2 separate regions of the Ovis aries genome follow, and region 2 is linked to region 1. A link is a contact called in public Hi-C data. All regions are on one chromosome and are shown on one strand. Each heading gives the region's core, a stretch centred on a gene start, on an enhancer-like site or on the middle of the called end of the contact. The rest is flanking DNA. Distances are from core to core; before and after follow the strand shown.

Region 1 (3,892 bases), core at 237-2,736:
TGGAAAATTCCATGGGCAGAGAAGTCTGGCAGGCTGTTACAGTCCATGGGGCCACAAAGAGTCGGACATGCCTGAGTGACTGAACACACACACAGAGCTATTTAAGGTGACATATATGTTGGCTCGTTTAATCCTTTCGGTAATCTTATGAAGGAGGTACTGTTACGTTCTCTTTACAGATAAATAGGGCTCTTCCCTGGTGGCTCAGATGGTAAAGCGTCTGCCTACAATGTGGGAGACCTGGGTTCAATCCCTGGGTTGGGAAGAATAAATAAGCACCGAGAGTCAACCGCCTAAGGGATACAGGTAATAAATGGCAGAGCACAGATTCAAAGCCTTGATTCTGACTGTCGAGCATGAGCTTTTAAGTTATTGTATTTTGTTCTGTCTGAATTAGCATCAGAGGCAAATTGTAATTTCAAGCTCCTTTTCCTTGACTCCTGGCATCATACATGGGCTAGCTCTCCTTTCCCTCACCCACTGGTATTTGGTAAATGCTTACCATCCAGCTCTCCGAAAAGCTAAGGTGTAGCATTTGCCAGTTTCCATGGCCAAGTTCCAAATGGTTAATTTCAAATTACCAGGAGATGTGTAATACAGTCTCATTACCTAATTTATAAAGATACAATATACCCTCAAAAAGCACAAAGACAGTAAAATGTCAAAAAAATAGATAACTAAGTTTTGAGTATTTAATATAGCCTACTTAATTGAAAATTTATATAACCTAATTCTAATTTTAAAAATGTTAATTCCTGAAAATTTAGCACTTGGCTCTCAAGAGCCAGTTCTATCAGAACTATATTTTCTGGAAGTATTTTTTAAGGAAAAATTGGGAGAGTGGTGAAATTAAAACACTGGGCAACAATCTCAAGGGTGTCTAATTCTGATCCCTCCTCCAGATAAATTTTTGGGGTTACCAAATTTGAACTGTGGTGTTCAAATTTGGAGAAGACTCTTGAGAGTCCCTTGGACTGCAAGATCTAACCAGTCCATTCTAAAGGAGATCAGCCCTGGGATTTCTTTGGAAGGAATGATGCTAAAGCTGAAGCTCCAGTACTTTGGCCACCTCATGCGAAGAGCTGACTCCTTGGAAAAGACTCTGATGCTGGGAGGGACTGGGGGCAGGAGGAGAAGGGGACGACCGAGGGTGAGATGGCTTGATGGCATCACTGACTCAATGGACATGATCTGAATGAACTCCGGGAGTTGGTGATGGACGGGGAGGCCTGGCGTTCTGCGATTCACCGGGTCGCAAAGAGTCGGACACGACTGAGTGACTGAACTAAACTGAACTAAACTGAAACTCCTCTTTGGGCAGAAGAACTTAAAGGGGTGGGTTTACAAACTTGGCTTGTGGAGAATTTTGTGGTCTCCTACGCCATCTGGTGGTTAAAGCTTGCAATTGCTATGCTCCCTGCCACTGTCGGGCCTGCTGAGAATTTTGCGGTCTGCTGCGCCATCTTGCGGGTAAAATTTGCAACTGCTATGCTCCCTGTCACCGTCTTGTTGGCCTGGGCCTGCTGAGAATTTTGTGGTCTGCTGCGTCATCTTGTGGTGACAGCTTGCAATTGCCATGTTCCCTGCAGCTGTTTTTTGCTTCAGGGTGCTAGTCAGATACGGAAATTCTTTACCCACCAGCATTTTCAACTAATTAGTCTTCCAGTAAGTAATTTGACTCTTCTCTCCCATTCTAAGGCCTTTAAGATAAAGTCCCAGGAGTTGGGCCAAAGGCAGGATTTTTGTCCTCCACTGAAATTATCACCCCAACTCCAGAGCAGAGGAGAGACCTACAGGCCTACCTTATAAATGTTAATCAGGATATCCAACATCCTATCAAACATCCTGAAGTTCTTGTCACTCTTCCCTCAGAGGCTGACAGGGTCCTCAGCAAACAGATCTTCAAGCATTCCATCCTGATATCTCACAGATGCCCAAACTGAAGGCATAACCCTATCGTCCATCTCAGAACCCCACTCTCTCCATCATGGACCCCATCTCATGACATACATTTAAGATAATAAAAATGTACAGGTGAGATAAACGTGATTTGAAGGCCACCTTGCGGTTCTCCTAATCCACATCTCCAGTCTCTTTAGTGTGATTTTAATGTCACTGAGCCCTAACCGTATATCGGGGGCAGGTGTCTTCAACCTTGCTTCCCCACTTCTTCACTTCTGTATTTCTACTGGGATATTAATTCATTCACACAACTGTTGCCTACTGGGCACACGTGTGCTGGGCACTTGGCTGGGAGATGTGGCTCAAAGAGACGCAGAGTGAGTCTCTGCACTTGACGGCTTCCCAGGGTCGCGGTGGAGGCAAAGGATTATATTTGGAAGCGTCAGTGAAGCAGCAGCTGTGGGTTCCAGGGAACAAAAGCAAGGAGGACCAGGGACAGCTTCCTGGCGGAGCACCTAAGGTGACCGTGAAGTGTGTATAGACTCTGGACAGAGGGAGAAGACAGGGAAAGATGAATCAAGGCCTGAAAGCATAGACTGGAGGATTTTCGAAGGAACAAGCAGGGCACTTTGGCCACAGGGAAGAATGTCCATGAGGCAGAAACAATGAGCTGTGACACTAGAAACCAGGCTGGGGACTGCCCTGAATGGTCTCGATTACCACGCGGGAAATGGCCTGCATGCGGGGTAATAAAACGTGAGCCTTAAGGAGAGAATCAGATCCACGGCTAAAGGAGTTATCTGTTCGAGCTTTGCTGGGCACAGGTGCCAAATGTGGGCTTATTTTCTGCCAGGAGACAGGACAATTCAAGGTCTAAAAATGATAAAGACGTGGACCTTTTTAGCAAGAGATGAAGTGCCCTGCTCACTACACTAGCCACTTCTGGCTAGTCTTGTCCCACCGAATGAACCAACTATGCGTAAATGAAAGAGGAGGAAAGGGTAATGGGAGCAAAGGGAAAGCAAAAATACTAAAAAGAAAAATTATCTAAATCACAGAGGAGGAGGAAGTACTGAGGGGAGGTTCTCCCCCACAGTGTGAGAAATGACAGGACTTGACCTTGGGTAGCAGGAATGATAAAACGGAATCTGCGGGAGAAGAGCTGATGGCTTTCACTGCTGTGGAGCTTGGGAGCTGGAGAATTCCAAAAGACTCAGAGAGCATTGCTAAAAAAGTGATTTGATAAAATATCATGCAAGATTTAAATGTTCTTACCTATGGATCTAGTCATTTTGCTTCTAGGAGTTTATTCCCAAATAATCACAAATGAGCATAAAAACGTGTGTAAAAGATGCTTATCACAGTAGAGGTGTAGCAGAAAATTACTTGAAACAACCAGAGAAGATACACATATTTTGAAACATTTAGAAGAGGGATATATTTTAAGACTCATGTTTATCAAGAATGTTTAATGATCTGGCTAATGCTTTTGATAAATATAATCACGTTAAGTTTTTAAAAAACTGGATTCACCATGTATAGTATGATACTAGGATTTCCCTGGCAGTCCACTGGTTAAGATTCCACACTTCCATTGCAAGGGTACATGGGTTCAATCCCTGGTTGGGAAACTAAGGTCCCGTATACCACACAGTGTGGCCAGAAAAATAAGAACTTAATGTGTATAGAAAGAGAAGAAAACAAATGCAAGAAATTATTAATATTAACCCTGCTGCTGCTGCTGCTGCTAAGTCGCTTCAGTCGTGTCCGACTCTGTGAGACCCCATAGACGGCAGCCCACCAGGCTCCCCCATCCCTGGGATTCTCCAGACAAGAACACTGGAGTGGGCTGCCATTTGGGCTATTCTGAATAGTAAGATTACAGACCAGTTCTTTATACTTTACCAAGCTTAAAGTATAAAAAGGAAAATAACTGGCCTTTCTGGCCTAAGTTATTATACTTATAAAAAGGCTTGTCCAAGATTTAGAC
Region 2 (3,716 bases), core at 594-3,093, 230 kb before region 1:
CATGATCAAAAGAAACCTTTTCTGTGGCAAGAACATTTAGGAAATAGATGTTTTGGAAACATTTCCATTATTTTATTGCCCAAAACACCCCTGCACATTACCTATTTTTTTAAAAAAAAAAAAGCCTCTGAATCTACACATTAAAGAAATTAAAAGCAGAATTAAACTTGATTAAAATCCTTCCCAAAGAAGAGTTCTGATGAAATTTGAAGCTACTTCATTAAAAACCTATTCAATTATGAAAACACTTTTGTTGATATAAGGGATAATGAAATTTTACTTAGCTGAAATCCAAACTTGCTTACTTAAGCCTGAAAACAAAAGGACTTTATCATCATTTATTAAAAGCATCCAACAACAGGTTTTTAACAAATATGAGTCACTAAAACCAACCAGGAACACAGATTCAGGCCTTGAGTCACTAATAGCTCAAAGTTTGTTTGTTTTCTTTTTAGCTCAAAGTTTTAAGACATTTAAATAAAGTAAAGTGCATTCAATCATGCTACTCTCATTAAACATAAACTTTAAAAAATTATTTTTGTACCAACTCATATGACGATGTTATTGACAGTATCTTAAACTGAAGAAGGATGGTGGAGTAGAAATGGTTCTTTAGAGAGAAGAGATATGGAGACCTCTTTGAAAGCAGCATCGTAAGGTGAACCAGATAACTGTTCAAAGACTCAGGGCAAAGAAAGCACATAAAAGACCTTTAACAAGAAAGACCACCCACCGTAACACCAAGGATGGTGGCCACTGAGAGCAAAAGGGAGGAGGTACAGCTAACAATGAAGGAAGGAGCCAAGTCCTGGGGCCAGCAAACTGAAGATTCAGGAGGGGAGAAACCCAGTCAGATTCATGTTACTGAAGATTATTCCAGCTGCTATGTGGAGAATTGGCTGTAGGTGGAAAGAGCAAAAGTCTGGACGCCTCCTTCAACTACCCACACTACGAGGCACTCAGTATTCGTATATTATTAATAGAAAATGACCAGTTTTGGTATTATTTACAGTCTGCAGCTAGTCAACAATAATTATACCTATTAAAGAAGATGATTAAAGACGTTTTAAGACCGTCTTTACAACTTTGTCACCGTAGGATCTACCACTGAGCTGTCAAAATCATTAACAACATCATTCATACATTATGTTTATACGAAGCAGGAGTAAAATGGTCCAAAAACCAGAGACGAAGTTCCAGCCAACAGGCACAGTTACCTTCCGCCAAGGCTGGGAGATGGCCTTAAAGGTCTTAAGGAGTGATACACTTAGAGCTAGGGTGAGATTTTTACAAACATAAACTGCCAATTACAGACTAGGGCTACCCGGAATGACGATAGCAAAGTGTAACCGATTGTTAACTCAGAAAGTTTAGAGCAGAATTCCCACTCAGAACGTCTAAAACCTCAGTTCGTCTGGCTGTTGACTTACTTCCAGACGGTACCTGGGACTAGAAAGGGCTCAATGACAACGACCCCCAGAGAACGGCTCCCGGAGTTGAGGCCAGGGAAGGTGGCCGGGGCTAGGGTCCCAGGGCGCACGGGCTGCGGTTCCCGCAGGAAACCCTCTTAATTCAGGGGCGCGCGGGGGGATTCTCACCTCAGGATTCGGACGCTGGGCTTCGTCCCCGCACTCCGACCCAGGAGACGCGCGCCGCGCGGGAGCCACGGCCTCGTCGCCAGGCTGGAGGGTCTGCTCATCCTCCATGTCGCGTGTCACGTCAGAAGAGAGCTGCTGGAGCCCTCCACTCCCTCAGTCTCACCCGGCCAAGCCCGAAAACCTCGTCTTTCTCGGTTGAAAAATTACCGGGCTCGCGTTCCCGCGGCGGCGACCACACAAACTCCAGCGGGCACCTCCCACTTCCGGGAACGTGAAGCGTCCAGACGCCGCGCAGGCGCAGTGAGCGGCGCCCGGAACGCGAGGGCTTCCGTTGACGGGGGCTGGAGAAGCGAGGAGGGAGGGGCAAGAAGAAAGATGGGAGGAGCCAAGCGGGAGGGAGGCGCGCGCGGGAGAATCAAAACGCTGACGGCGCAGAGTGGAGGCTACGCCAGGTTCCGAGCTCTGGTCCCTGGAGACCACCAAAGGAAATGATCCATCACCATCTCCTGAGACGTCAACGAGGTATGCCCTAGAGAGAGGTGAATTTTAACCACAGAAAATAACATTTATAAAACAATCTGCGTTTTCCGTAGGGCAGACAAGAAGAAATAGGTCTGGACTTATTAAGAAACTGAGCAAAGTATGTGAAAATAACTGTTTTCAGACATCGGACGGCAGGCAGTTCCAGTCCTTTTACCTGAAAGAAGAGAAACAAATGAGATGAGCCAGGTTATGACCCTGGCTCTCTGTCCAGAAGCAGTTTCCAGTTTGCAAGTGCAAGGGGAACTTAAGCAGAGCCTAGAGTCTCCCTGAGAAGACAGGTCTTACCGAATGGGGTAGACGGGGATTGGATTTTTGGGAGACCGAATTGGGTGGAATTTATGAGGCCGAATTCATGGAGAAAAAGCTTTAAAAATCCGCATCTTTAACTGAATAAAAATCAGTGAATATGTTCTGTGACTATTCCTCAAGGCCAGGAAAGAACAATCATGGGGAAACAGTAAGCCAAACAATTTTCAGAACTCACAGGACTAGGAATCATTTGTGTTCCATGGAGCCAGAGTGGGGAGACTGTTGAATACAGTTGTTGAATGGAATATGCAATAGAGACCCCCGAAGTGTCATGCCTTAGTAGTGACTAGCCCTAGACTTTGGGGTCTAAAGGAAAAGCTATTGTAGACCCATCAAAAGCTTAAAGAGAAAATCTTAAAAGCAGCTAGTGAAAAAAGGCACATTATGCACAGAGAAATAATGGTAAGTTTTCATAGATTTGTCATTAGAAACTGTGCAAGCCAAAAGAAAATGAAATGACAACTTTAAAATGCAAAACAAAACTGTCAGCTTGGAATTCTATACTCCACCGGATGAAACACAGACTTTTGCAGACAAACAAGTCCAGGAAGGCCACATCCTGAAGCAGCACCATCCCAGCTGACTTGCAGACTATAGGAGAATTAAACGCTTATTGTAAGCCAATGGGGTGGTTTGTTATTCTTCATTATTATAAAAATAACTGATGAGAATAGGATCACTTCTAGGCACATGGCAGTGGGTGAGGACATATAATTCCCTAACGGCAAAAGGGACGCAATTGGAAATCTACCACCGATTTTTCACTTTTGAAATCACCTGCTTCGTTCTAAGTGGACTATATTTTTTCTCGTGTAACTGCAGACTCACCTTTGTGTTTATAAACAAAGGTTTATAGACTTAAAAATCACAAAGACTTCTAAGGCACAACTCTAACCATCTCTTTTTCCTAGGGTTTATTTATTTTCTCTTCAGATAATGATTGTGAGTCCTGACATGCAACTATAGAATTAATAAGAATTGCTAATTGCATCTCTTGCCAAGAAAAAATGATCCAGTAAACACTTATCAGGATGATTCATGTTATGTGAACTTTAGTAAGTGCTAACTACAAATTTTCTACTTGAACTTTTTGATTTGATTATTGTATCTCAGTTGTTAAGTAAAGATTCACTATCAAGGACTGATTGATCATTTATCTACACTTCAGATGATGAGCTTATACCTTAGTACTGTTGCCAGTATCTATGGGAATGCTAAGATACAATAACCATTCATTCATTCAACAAAGATTTATGGAGCACCTTC

Evidence for each region. A called contact is a pair of places that touch in the nucleus more often than the background predicts.
Region 2: a Hi-C map of blood shows a contact between it and region 1, with 5 times the contacts expected there. The contact joins the promoter of ERI1 here to the enhancer-like site in region 1. A contact is called at or near these places in 7 of 16 Hi-C or Micro-C datasets (blood, liver, mesenteric adipose tissue and 4 more).

Annotation. Positions count from the first base shown.
Region 1 is chr26:23,973,700-23,977,591 of ARS-UI_Ramb_v3.0, reverse strand. No RefSeq gene overlaps it. Among named protein-coding and RNA genes, the nearest start is that of CLDN23, 94 kb to the right of the region's middle. Within about 2 kb of position 1,486, at least 4 of the 54 cell types and tissues checked have an H3K27ac peak or open chromatin away from gene starts, as enhancers often do.
Region 2 is chr26:24,204,589-24,208,304 of ARS-UI_Ramb_v3.0, reverse strand. It overlaps ERI1 (exoribonuclease 1), which reads right to left and starts at 1,843. Exons shown (of 7, transcript XM_004021747.5): 1 at 1,599-1,843. The coding sequence starts at 1,706. It overlaps LOC105605187 (a long non-coding RNA gene), which reads left to right and starts at 2,016. Exons shown (of 3, transcript XR_001024822.5): 1 at 2,016-2,120.